Regions from separate parts of the Mus musculus genome. Here all the other regions are linked to region 1. Evidence: chromatin contacts called from public Hi-C and HiCAR-type data. All regions are on one chromosome and are shown on one strand. The core of a region is the stretch at or near the end of the contact, and the rest is flanking DNA. Distances in the headings are between cores, read along the strand shown.

What was found. A called contact is a pair of places that touch in the nucleus more often than the background predicts. HiCAR-type assays count read pairs that join an accessible place to other places.
Region 2: a HiCAR-type map of astrocytes shows a contact between it and region 1, with 2.0 times the contacts expected there. The contact joins the promoter of Rbpms2 here to the promoter of Fbxl22 in region 1. A contact is called at or near these places in 1 of 39 promoter capture datasets (liver) and 1 of 115 datasets of contacts at active chromatin or transcription factors (astrocytes).
Region 3: a Hi-C map of the G1E-ER4 cell line shows a contact between it and region 1, with 2.5 times the contacts expected there. The contact joins the enhancer-like site here to the promoter of Fbxl22 in region 1. A contact is called at or near these places in 7 of 39 promoter capture datasets (the C10 cell line, embryonic stem cells, hematopoietic stem and progenitor cells and 3 more), 11 of 484 Hi-C or Micro-C datasets (CD4 T cells, CD8 T cells, the G1E-ER4 cell line and 4 more) and 6 of 115 datasets of contacts at active chromatin or transcription factors (embryonic forebrain, embryonic stem cells, forebrain and 3 more).

What each region holds. Positions count from the first base shown.
Region 1 is chr9:66,512,779-66,516,973 of GRCm38.p6, reverse strand. It overlaps Fbxl22 (F-box and leucine-rich repeat protein 22), which reads left to right and starts at 2,381. Exons shown (of 2, transcript NM_175206.4): 1 at 2,381-2,755. The coding sequence starts at 2,421. It overlaps Usp3 (ubiquitin specific peptidase 3), which reads left to right. Exons shown (of 15, transcript NM_144937.4): 15 at 1-2,335.
Region 2 is chr9:65,628,657-65,632,851 of GRCm38.p6, reverse strand. It overlaps Rbpms2 (RNA binding protein with multiple splicing 2), which reads right to left and starts at 2,270. Exons shown (of 8, transcript NM_028030.3): 1 at 1,955-2,270. The coding sequence starts at 2,023.
Region 3 is chr9:67,033,900-67,038,094 of GRCm38.p6, reverse strand. It overlaps Tpm1 (tropomyosin 1, alpha), which reads left to right. Exons shown (of 10, transcript NM_001164248.1): 3 at 1,967-2,100; 4 at 4,102-4,195. Among named protein-coding and RNA genes, the nearest start is that of Tpm1, 13 kb to the left of the region's middle. Within about 2 kb of position 1,719, at least 92 of the 459 cell types and tissues checked have an H3K27ac peak or open chromatin away from gene starts, as enhancers often do. A contact at or near this core is called in the G1E-ER4 cell line, cerebral cortex, forebrain and 2 more, where this site is marked.

The DNA.
Region 1 (4,195 bases), core at 1,132-3,631:
CTGCTGGTTTGAGCCACAGATCGAGGGTCGAATGATTTGCTCTAATATATCAGAACTGTGATAACATCACAGCTAAGCCTAAATGAGTCTCATCTAACGTTGCACACAGCTCCCACTAATCCAGGCTCCTCTGGCATTTATATCTTTGCCTCTGACTGGGCAACTGTAATGACTTACACAGTACGCACACAGAGCTGGCACTGTCAAGCCAGGTGGAGCAGCAGCAGCAGACTGGGCCGCTCTGTGGGGAGAGTGGTCATTAGGCAACACTTTGGCATACAAGGGAATGAATCATCTCTGGAATTTTTGTAGCAGCTTTATTGCTTGGTTTTACTTAAGCAGCAATGGCTGAGTGACACCATGAAGACTCTTTGAGAAAGTGACTGCACCCATATGCAGTGCCCATCTGAACACCCATGATGAAGTACATGTGCCTATTTGTTTTAAATCTAGCCTTACTGCACCGGTTACAGGCTTCTCTCTGTACTGTCTAGGGCTTTCCCACGTGTGTTCTAACCTGCATGCAACTTTTGCTCAGAGCGTATGCTGAGGCAGGGCCTCATGCATATCCTGTCCTGTCAGCCCATGGCAACAGGAAACTCCAAGTCCTCCCACACAGGTGGGGATAGAAACAGTTTGTGGCAACACAAGTCTCTCCATGGTGGAGAACTCTAAGCTTATCCACTGTATTCTACTCAGTGTGTAGTGGCAGATGATGTAATTAAACCAGTCATATGCGCTGGCCCTGGTTGAGTGTCGTGTGTCACACCTGTGGTACCTGCTCAGATTTATTTCACTTCTTTGGTTTACTTTATATGTTTAACCCATTGTAACCTCTACCGTCCCCTAAACTCTCTCATGGTCCTCCAACTGCTGAAGTCACCTCTTGCCCAGGCTTTGGAAAGGCTCAGGTAGGAACTGTTTCCAGAGCATGGGTCTTCTGACAGCCCCGAGAAGATGCCACAGCACAGGAAAGAGGAGGCACATGTGTGTGTGACTGTCACCACTGGGCAGTAGCCCTCAAGGGAGTGGTGGCCATGCCAAGATCATTGGCCATTAAGACTTAGTAGTCTGTATGATGCCAAGATGTCATTGTGCACGTTACCATTCATTCTGGCTGCAGACGAATCACATCCTAGTCCCGCCTCACCAGCTGGGCTCTTCTGTGGATTGTTTCCAGGCAGAGCAAGCCGGGCAGTGGTGGCGCTCGCCTTTAGTTCCAGCACTCAGGAGGCAGAGGCAGGCGGATTTCTGAGTTCGAGGCCAGCCTGGTCTACAAAGTGAGTTCCAGGACAGCCAGGGATATACAGAGAAACCCTGTCTCAAAAAGCCAAAAAAAAAAAAAAAAAAAAAAAAGAGGAGGAGGAGAGGAAGGAAGAAGAAATGGCAGAGCAACAGCCATCAGGGGCCAGTCTTGTAGCCTACATGGGCAGGAGGAAAGGGGAGTAGTCATTAAGGGGTTCTGTGGAGTTCTTTCAGGGGAAGCTGTAGTAGTCTTAGGTTTCCACCAAGTTGTATGCACTTAGAGCAGCTTCATACTTCCAGATCTGCAGCACAGCTTCCTAAAAAGCAGGGCAGCTGGGGGCTGTGTGCAAGCATTGAAACCCATCAGACTTGCAGTTCACTTCCAGTTATTTACACTTCAATTAAGTGTTCAAAAATAGAAACTGCCCACCCTCACATATTGGGGAATGCTATCTAGGACAGATAATGAAACTCTGCAAATCACCCACGAAAAAGAACACATGCACCAGTCTGTCTGTCTCACACACACGTGCTAGCTTTTAAAATAACATTTCAGATGAATCTTATGACAGTTTAGGGTAAAAATGGAGCCATTTGGGCCTTGCCATTGGGGTTTAAAGATAGCTCATCTTTGCAAGGTAGCCATTAGTGTCCTGAGCTAAAGTACCAAGCATGATCCTCAGATTCCACTCACAGTTTGGGGCATGGTAAAAATGACCTCTTCCTAGCAAGGGTGAGCAGAGGAGCCGCACCGACACACTCTGATACCTAACAGCTAATACTCACTGTCCTGCTAGGAGAAAGGCTGCAAGCCCAGGAAGGGCTGTTGTCGCTAATTACCTCCAATGAAAACACCTTAGTAAAAGCCAAGAGCCCTGTGCTCAACACTTATCAGCTCAGAGGAAAAGAAATCCCTTTTAAGGAAAACTTGTAACTTCAATGGGCTGCTCTTCTGCCAGGACTTTCAGGCCCTCTGAACATAAGCCGAACCACAGATGGCTTCGAGTAAGTCTGGATCCTGACACCCGCCCTCCCCACCCCGAGCTTCAGCACCAGTTGTTGGCCAAAAATAAACACCATTCCTCAACCATATATGTCCACCAGTCCTGATCTGGGGAGGAAGCAGGAGGCAGGTCAGACCCTTTCTGGGCATTCACGTGCGGCCACCACTCACCATGCACATAACCCAGCTCAATCGGGAGTGTCTGCTGTGTCTCTTCTCCTTCCTGGACAAGGACAGCCGGAGGAGCCTCTCCAGGACTTGCTCCCAGCTCCGAGATGTGTTTGAGGACCCCACCCTCTGGCCCCTGCTGCACTTCCATTCTCTCGCAGAGCTCAAGAAAGACAACTTCCGGCTGAGCCCTGCGCTGCGCAGCCTGTCCATCTGTTGGCATTCCAGCCGTGTGCAGGTGTGCAGCATCGAGGACTGGCTCAAGAGCGCCCTCCAGAGGAGCATCTGCAGCCAGCACGAGAGCCTGGTTAATGATTTCCTCCTGCAGGTGTGCAACAGGTAGGCCACCTTGCCCCTGAGCACTGTGGCTTTGTTGGCCCTGGCTCCAGGGAGGGCTGGGAAGCACACATTCCAAGAGCAATATGGCTCAGATTGAGACCAAGGCAGACAACCAGTGCCCAAAGAGTTGGGTTAAATCGGCTCACTCTCAGCTCCTAAAAATGCTGCTGTGGCAAATGAAGTTGAGTTCAGCTGGGTTCAGCGGCTCCTTGGAGCAGCTGTCTTCACTGGCAGCCATTAAGGCCTGGTTGGGTTCAGCTGAGCCTGGATTTTCAAGGTCAGGCTCCCAAAGGCATCAGTTGGCTCAGGCCTCTAATTTGGCCAAAAATAAACACCATTCCTCAAACAAGAATGCAGTTACCGAGGCCTGAGAACTGCTGCTAAGGAAGGAGAGCTAGGGTGCTCAGGTAAGCTGAAGCAAAGCCTATGCAAAGTAGCAGTGAGCGTCTCCTCTGGGGAACACACTTGTCCTGCACAGCACTCAGGGATGGATTTCAACTGTCAGGGCATAAGGGATACTCTGAGACATAGTGTGCTGTGCCAGTGTAGGACTGCCAGATCTTAGCAAGTAAGATACACACCACCCAGTTATATTTGAATTTGAGATAAACCGTAATAGGGGATGCCCTGAAAAATCCCCTATTTGATCTTTTGATGCCACACATCCCTCCCTCCTCCCCCCAATCCCTTGCACAGGCTGAGCCACAAAATGGGTCAGTCACACCTTCCTGTGCAGGGAAGCTATGGCCAACATGGCTGTGCCAGCTGCTGAGGAGAAAGAGCTCCCTGCTAGCTAAGAAGCATGGGTGGTTGCTAGCTGCTGCCATCTAGGGTTAGTACCACTGTGGGCTGGCCTCACCACAGAAAGTAATTACAGGGGCCTGCCTTTCACTTGTTCTCTTCCCAAGTTGGATTTGGGCTTGGCTCTGACAAGACCAGGCAAGGCCATTTTGATGGGTTTCACTAGGCTGCAAGGTTATGGGCAGAGTGTGTGTGTGTTTGTGTGTTACAATCCCACAGTGGTTCATTCTTGCTGGAAGATAACCAGGTTTAATCCCTGAAACCAGCAAGATTCGATTTTTACAGGATCTGCTAAGCACCTGTCCCCAGTGTCAAAGAAAGTGCAAAGGTATTGAGTTTCCAGTTCTGATATTGTATAACTGACCTCAGACCAAATGTTTAAACGCCCACCTCATACCTTTCTCTGCAAAATGAGAAAATCTGTATCACAGGACCAGAGGATGGAGTGACAGTAATTTGAGAAAGGTAAAATGAGCTGGGGGTGTAAGAGAGTCAGCTGTTCTGAATTCTTCTGCCTTAGTTGGGTTTCAGTCTAAACCTTAAGGCCAGATCAGGCAATATGCTGAGGGCTTAAATGCACCTTCATAACCATCACGAGTAACTTGCCAAGTCACTTGAGCCACCGGGAGCCAGTCTCCT
Region 2 (4,195 bases), core at 1,021-3,520, 880 kb after region 1:
ATTCCACAGATCAGACAGTCAAGCTTAGTAGCAAATACCCGGTTAGTTATTTTACCAGTTCTATTTTATCTTTCAGTACGAAATGCCTCATAAGTTTTTGTGTCACCTTTAACAGAGCCCATGCTAATCTATCTTGTATTTTTATTTTAGTGTACATGCTACCCAAATAAGGACCTACTGCTTAGAACTCTTGCTAAATACTAAATTTAAGCCCATGTCCCTCTACGGGTACCACTCAGAACTCTCTGAATCACCAAGGCCTATCACCAGTCCTTAGGGGAAAGAGCAGTGGCTCTACTTTTTGAATACCCTGCCCTCTCTCCCAGAAAGACAATTTTTAAAAGTAGCCAGGCCCCACACACTTTTTCCAACTCTTCCCTGTGACCATATGGCTAGTTCCCTTCCCCAGACAGAACAGAACAGGTCTGAGGATCTGGTCAGCCTTTCATTAAGTGTGAAGTCCCTGCTGAGGGCCAACCTTTTAAAAGATGCATAATTTGGGGGTCCTGGAACAGCTTCAGGAAGCACTTGCCCTCCCCGAAATTTCAGCACAAGGGGGTGGGGAAACAAGCAGAGATCACAGACACAACAGCAAACAACACACTCCTCACTTCCAACTCTCAGAGGAGACTCTAAAAACCATTTAGATCAGGATGGGGTGAAGGGCCCCAAAGGTTCAAAGAGGACAAAGCCAACAGTAACCAAGACCAGCTACCACTCACTCCAGAGCTACTAGTAGAGACCTCAGGAGCGGTCTCCCCCCTTCCATTTTCCATCGTTTGAGTGAATCATTGCATATAATTCCCTGCCTCCTTGTTCCAGGATCCAAACCTAGATTATCAAGATGTCTCAAGATGTCATGCCACTGGTGCACTGAAGCTGGTAGCAGGCCTCTTGCTGGCCCAGCCCAACAGTGGGTCATTCTGCACCAACTCATTAGCACAACCAGTAAGAAACATCAGGGCCTCTGCGGTTTCTACCCCAGACCAAGGGGAAGGGCCCTAGGGCTGGATAACTGGCCCTTGGTTTCCTGGGCAAAAGTATGCCAGGGCGGGGCAGGAAGGGTCTCTCAGCCCTGGAGTGACACAGCATACGTTAAAGAGCTCCCTAGGAGCCTAGAACCCATAGTAGTTGAGCCGGCCTGCCTAGTTTCCACTCGAAGTTACCTTAAAGGTTTTTTATCCCCCACAAGTACGTCGTCCTCACCAGGCGATAAAACCACGAGCAGTGATGATTCCTTGACGCGGTCTCATAACCTCTTTTTCTGCATAGGGCAGCTGGACAAGATTATGTCACCTCTCCTTGGAAGATCCCACCCTGGCCAGTGTGGGGTACTGGCTTGGCTACTAGGTCAAAGGGCGAGAACAGGGGATACTCAAGGCTTCTAACTTCTCTCTTTTCCGACTTTAATTAAATTGCCGGCTCAACTCTCTGAAGAAGCCCAAGTTCTGAGACAGGGCGAAAAGCCCGCCTGCCCACTGAGACCACAGCTCTAACCTAAGCGCAGGGCAGCCGGCCAGGCCTCCAAGGTCACGGGGAGGGGGCGAGGTGGAAAGGCTGGAGGGTGAGCCAGCTTCCCGCACCCACCGGGATAATCCCTCTCAGCTCCTTACAGTCGGGGCGGAGGTCCAGGCCACCCAGGAGGCGCGCCTCAGGCGAAGCGTAAGCCCCACCGGGCTTGGGGAAGGAGGGCAGCGGGAGTAGGACCTCCGCGGCGCCCCGAGCCCACCACGGGGACGCGCGCCCTCCTCGAGCCCCGGAGGGCGGGGAGACAATGCCGGCCCCGCCGGGCTAGTTCAGGCCGCACGCCTCCGCCCGCTGGACATGGGCTGCTCCTCCCCAGGGCGAAGGGCAGCGGAGGGAAGGCGCCAGGAGCGGTGGCCCGCAGGACCTCGCGCCGCCCGCGGCCCCGCGTGCACCTCACGCGCGCCGGCTCCCGCGGCCGCACACCCACCTCCTCCTCCAGCGGGCTGCCGGTGCCCGCGCCCGTGCAGTGCTCGACGTCCGGCTTCAGGTTGCTCATGGTGAGGGGGGACGCGGAGAGGGAAGCGGGACGCTCTGTCCCGTGGTGGGCAGGGGCACGGCGAGCCGTGCGCCCCCGAGGAGAGTGCGAGCTGGTGAGGAAAGCGGCTGCTGCCGCGTCAGGCTACGGAGAAAGGAAAGGGGGGGGGGATCACATTAAGTTTGGCGGGTGCGGGAGGCGGCCGGAGGGGCAAGGCACCGGGAACCCGAGGGAGCGGAGCCCGTGCGGCCACCGCCTCCGGCTTTTCAGGGCGGCCCGCGAGTGCGCTCGCGGCGGCGGGGGGCGGGCGCCGGAGGAGGGGGCGGGCGCCGGAACCGGCCTCAGCTGGGGCCCGGCCCGCCCCTCCCCCGCCCCGCCCCCGCCCCGCGCGCGGTCTCCGGGGGAACGCGCAGCCAATCCCCGCAGCCCAGTGCGGGCTCGCCCCGGCCCCGGCCCGGTCCCCAGCCCCGGCCCGGGCCGCGACGCTCCGGCCTTTCTGCCTTCCTTGGCTCCGGCGTTTTCCCGACTCCGCTTCCTTGGTCGACCCCCACCCCCTTCTCCCTTTCTCTCCCCGACTCGGCTCCCTTGCACCCCACCGTTCCCTTCTCCCAGACAAGTTTTTTAAACTTTGATGAACTCTCTCAGAGAACTTTTCTTAAAGGAGCCGCGCGGGCTTGGGTGGAGCTTGAGGTGACCCGCACGTTGCATCCCCAGCCAGGGCGAGGGCGGCGGCGGCGGCAGCGGGGCTCCCGGTTTCATGCCCAGATGTGGAGGTGTAGGCTGTCGCGAGCACATCGTTCGCCCCGAATTCCTGTCGGGTCCGGGCCAGCGGTTCTCTTCGCGCGAAGCAGCCGGGGACCGGGTTTTGGGGGTGAAGGCGAGGAAGGGGTAGGGCGGCAAACACCTGATCTTGAGCAAGTCACCGAGAGTTTTTTTTTTTTTTTTTTTTTTGGCTGAGTGACCTTGAGGAAATCACTTCCCCTATCTGGCCAGAGGATTCCAGCCCAGTTGGTGGGGATTAGAATACAAATTCTTTCCTCACTCTCACAACCTCCGTCACCTCAAAAGAGGAGGTGAAGGAAGCCCAATCCTTTTTAACTTCAGGAAGGGGGGGTACCTCGACTAACCTAGAAGGTTCCGTTCGTTACCTCCACCCCGCTTTTAAGACTTCTCACGGCTCGTTCTTTTTCCGCTCCAATTCCGAACCCCAGGGTGGGGGAGGGAAGAGCCGGCTGACGCCTAGGGCGGGGTCGCCTAGACTCCCACCCAGTGGTGGCGGGGGGGGGGGGGGGGGGCGGCCTCAGGGCCGGATTTTCCCCCAGGCCGAATAAATGCTGACCAGGACGTCTCCTGCCAGCAGCCTGTAAAAAACCGGCACCTACCTGAAGTCGCACTGGAAGAGTAGCGGCCCTGACTGCCCTGCGGAGCCGCCAGAGCACTGGGGTTCTTTCGTGCGCCCCTGCCCATGGGTTCCTTTATGTGCACTGAGACATCCCAGCCGCAGTCCCCGATAATCCTTGAGCAGCCATAGCTGAGAGGAGAGCGGATTGGGCTCGGCTCAGGTGTCTCCCGGTGGGATCTACTGCCCCGACTCAAAGCACGGAACTTAAGTCTTGGTAGCGGGATTCGGGGCGTGAGGCCGCGCTCAGAGGCGGTCCAGGTGAAAAAAAGTCTTGGTTTGCAGCCCCCTTACCAGTTAGGAACCTTGACCTTGGGCATTGGCTTAGTCCCTGGGGACTTCCCTGTGCGGACCTGCCAAATAGAGTTAGCTCCATCATGCGTGAGAGCTGTGCTGTGACTCCCTGATAACTTGTCATCTCACGGATAAGTAAATGGAGGTTTTGCCAATGATATGTTCACCCATTTGGGAAGTAATTGTTGAACCCCTACTGTGACCCGGGCCTGTGTACTTGACTATACTTATTTATTGGTAACACAGAATTGCCACTACACACACTAGTGCTAATGCTTGGGTCAGGCCCTGCTTTCTGCAAGAGTCAGGCACTGATAATCCGAGGTTAGGTGCTACACTTTCCCAGAGTTTTAAGGTTCTTCCAGCTTCCAGCATCTCCAGGTGTTTTCAATCTTGTGCGTCCTCAGATACCTCTACCACACTTTCCCCTCCTGCAAATCTTCCTATAAGTCTCGCGAAGTCTTCTTCCTTTGCCAAAGAGGAATTCCCCCTTCTCCCTC
Region 3 (4,195 bases), core at 470-2,969, 520 kb before region 1:
TCCGTGGGCACTGCAAGCACATATGTGGTACATACTTGTAGACAAAACACTAATACACATACAATTTAAAAATTAGAAATACATTTTTATAAGGAATGCTTTCTCAAAAGGAATTCTCTGCTGTTAAGAAATTGGTTATTTCTCTCTCCCCCAGCCTTCAAGGAAAAGCCGAGTCATTCAGGCCCTTCCCAGCTTGGCCCAGTTATGAGCTGGTTTCTGATAATGACTGACCCCGAGGGCTGGTTCAGTTGTAACTAGCACTCCTCCTCCAAATCATTTCATACTCGCCCTGCTTCCTACCGCAGGCATCCAGTCACTACACTGTAGTTTTTTCTTTGAGATAAATGTGTCTAAAATATTTATGTTTTTTGTTTTTTGGGTTTTTGGTTGGTTGGTTTTTTTTTTGAGACAGGGTTTCTATGTATAGCCCTGGCTGTCCTGGAACTCACTCTGTAGACCAGGCTGGCCTCGATCTCAGAAATCCGCCTGCCTCTGCCTCGTGAGTCCTGGGACTAAAGGTATGCGACACCACGCCCAGCATGTAGTTGTAAAAAATACTGCAGTCCTTCACAGTGGCAGGAGATGCCTGTTCATTGCCCTTCTCCAGATAAAACCACCGAAGATCTAGATGAGCTCGGAACTGAGTGGTCTCATTTCTTGTGACTCAAGGCCTTGACCAGCTTTCTCTAACTGCACGTGCGTTTCCCATTCTCTCATGAGCTTTGAAAGGTTCTGTTGTTTTAATTAGGGTATTTTCAGTTGCTCAGCTCTGTAGACATTTAAGGAGCCTAGACTTCTGTAGAGAGCTGATGATGTCTTGGAGTTTAAGCAACATACAATTCAGCAAAAACAGATACACAGAAAGCCAGTGGCGTGTGGTGTGTCTTGCTATTATTAGAAAATTGACTCCTAAATATCCCAAGGGCTCTTTAGCCTTTGATGAACATAGATTCAGAGTGGATGAGGATAAATAATTGCTACCTAATTACCAAGGGCCACCATCTCTTCCAGGCAGTCTGGGATCAGCCCGTGTAACAGTGAGGCAAGTATTCCCAGCCTCAGAGCAAAAGTACTTATAACAGGAAGCAGTCATGGCCTGCCCAAGAAAGAAACACTTTCATTTAAACCTAAACTCCAAATAAAAACTGTATCTGCATCGCTTTTCTCCTTAGGCCTGTGAAACTTTTCTTGTAGCAACCTTGACTTTTAAGACATTCCAATAAGCTTAGGTCAGAAACCCTTGGGAAATTTATCTTGGCCTTGTTCCAGTAAAGCCAGTTATTTTAGAGAGGTTACTTAAAAGGTGGGGCAAAGGGGAAGTTTCTAGGCTGTATTAGATCTCCATATGGTATATTTTTTTGGTTCATTGGTTTGGTTTGGTTTTGGTGGGTTTTTTGTTTTGTTTTGTTTTTTTGTTTTTTGTTTTTTTGAGGGGTTTTTTTTTTTTGAGGTTTTTGTTGTTGTTGGTTTTTTGGTTTTGTTTCTGTTTTTCTGGTATATGTTTTTTTTTAAACCACTTTATTTTTAAAACATCCAGTTTCATTATAAAGCTCCTTTGAGAACATAACTCGGAGAAAGGACAGCATGCTGAAACTCTGCATTCCAACTTCTGATCACCCTGCTGGTGACTCCGTGGCTGAGTCTGGATAAGACCTGTTGTCTCTCTCCATACCTCCAGCGTCAGTGAGCTGTGAGGAAGTTCCCCTTCGCCCAGCAGCTGAGGGAGCCGTGTGTGCGGGTTGCAGATGGCCCGGCCATCTGCTGAGTGTTGTCTCTATGGTGTATTTCCAATCGTGATGCTCCTGTGTGAGCACTTGGGTTAGGCAGGGCTTGTCAGAACTGGAAGGTAGCTCACACCAGGGCCCAGACTTCCTGTCTGGAAGCAGCACTTCAGCCCTGGCCAGTGTCTGAAGGTACCACCCTCCCTTTCTCCCCAGTTCTGAAGTGTCTTTCACTCTCTGCCTAGGCTGAAGCTGACGTAGCTTCTCTGAACAGACGCATCCAGCTGGTTGAGGAGGAGTTGGATCGTGCTCAGGAGCGTCTGGCCACAGCTCTGCAGAAGCTGGAGGAGGCCGAGAAGGCTGCAGATGAGAGTGAGAGGTAAGACTACACCATGTCGCTCCTGTGTGTGTGTACACGCATGACACACTTACATATGCACACCAAGGAGGTTGGGGAGATGGCTTAGCACTTAGTACTGACTGCTCTTCTAAGGGCACACTCTGAGTCCCAGCCCCCACATGTAGCTCACAGCTGTCCGTAACTCCAGTTCTGGGGTGTCTGATGACTTCTTCTGGCCTCTGTGGTCACCAGGCATACATATGATGATACACAGACATACATACACATAAAAAGATAAAATAATAGATTTACCAAGATGTCTCAGACCTAGGGGGAAAAACCATGGTAATCAAACAGGTAGAAGAAGGACATAGGTAAAACAGATAAGTGATATGCTTTAGATTTTGGGATACAGTTCATCCTGGAGGGCAAATTAGGGTGACAGAAACATGAGGCAGCTGCTCACACTGAGTCCACAGTCTGCCAAGGAATAGCCAGTGCTCAGCTAGCTTTCTCCCTTTTGTTTAGGCAGGGACTCCAGCCTGTGGAATGGTACTGCTCATAGTTAAGAGCAGGTCTCCCCACCCTCACTCACCCAGTCTAGAAGATCCCTGGCTGGCGTGCCCAGAAGTCTTGTTTACTGCTGATTCTGGATCCTGCCAATGATCCGTTTTAACCATCACACTGTACAACTGACCTCACTCATTCTGCAAGGCTTTTTTTCTCTGTACTCGGCCATGCAAGCCACGAAGTGTGACATCATGAGACTAGAGCATTCTGTTGGGTGAGGGGTGGCACAGCAGAATAAACCCAGAACAGTGCAGGCGTGCCTTATTCCTGCTGGGAACTGGGCAGGTGAAGGTCCGTTTCTCCACCACTACTCTGCTCCTTGGTATGCAGAGTCGCTGCAGACTTTGGAGCTAAGGAAGCTTGCTAGCTAAAGTTTTCAGCTTGACATTCACTACCACTTAGTTTTTCTTTACTTGCCAAGAGCTCAAGGGTTCTTTAAGGTGACCAATCGTGCCTTAGTATGTCACATAGCAATAGTCTTGTGAACGACTTCTTCCTGCTACTGAACTTATAAAGGCAATCTGGCAACACAAGACTGGAGGAAAAGGAACATGGAACTTAGTTTTTATGGCGCCCTCTTCTGGCATCTGAGGGTACCGCATGCACATGGTGCACATACATACATGCAGGCAAACACTCACAGACACTAAGTAAAAAAAAAAAAAAAAAAATCAATGTCTTTTAAAAAAAATAACCCTGAGGCCAGCCTGGTCTACAGAGTGAGTTCCAGGACAGCCAGAGCTATACAGAGAAACCCTGTCTCAGGTAAAAAAAAATCCTTTACTAAAACTGCTTACTTAAATTTTGCTAAGTGAAACAAACCCATTTATGGTTTGCCTATGCTGAAAATCAGTAAACTCTAGATTACTGTAACACCATGCCATAACACCCATTTCTCTAACACCTATTCATCCTTTTCTCTCTCTCTCTCTCTTTCTTTCTTTCTCCCTTCCTTTCTCTCTCTCTCTCTCTCTCTCTCTCTCTCACCTACTAGTCAGGGTTTCTCTGTGTGTAGCCCTGGTGTCCTAGAACTCTATATAGACCAGGCTGGCCTCTAACTCAGAGACCCACCTGCCTCTGCCTCCTGAGTGCTGGGATTAAAGGCAGTGCCACCACACCTAGCTCTCCACCCATTTCAATCTACAGTTTCCCTCAGGAAGAAGGAGGAGAATCTCTCCATGTAACAAATCAAGCATGCCAGCTTCCTTTATTTCCATGCCACCCAGATTTAAATGACATCCCGACATAGCACCTTCCACTTAAGGTTAGGTGACCTGGAAATTTTGCCAGTATACCCCCAAGAACAGAGAGAAATGTGTGTCTTTTCTGGAAAATCTTGCTCTGTCTTTGGAAAGTAAATGGCTCTCTGCTGTCTCTTGGCCGGCTGTGTGCGTGGAGGCTCCTTCCTATTCCACAGCTGTGACAGTCTTCGCGCCATCTCGGGTCTTCCTGCTTGTCTTATCTTTCCAGAGGCATGAAAGTCATTGAAAGCCGAGCCCAAAAAGATGAAGAAAAGATGGAGATTCAGGAGATCCAGCTGAAAGAGGCCAAGCACATTGCTGAA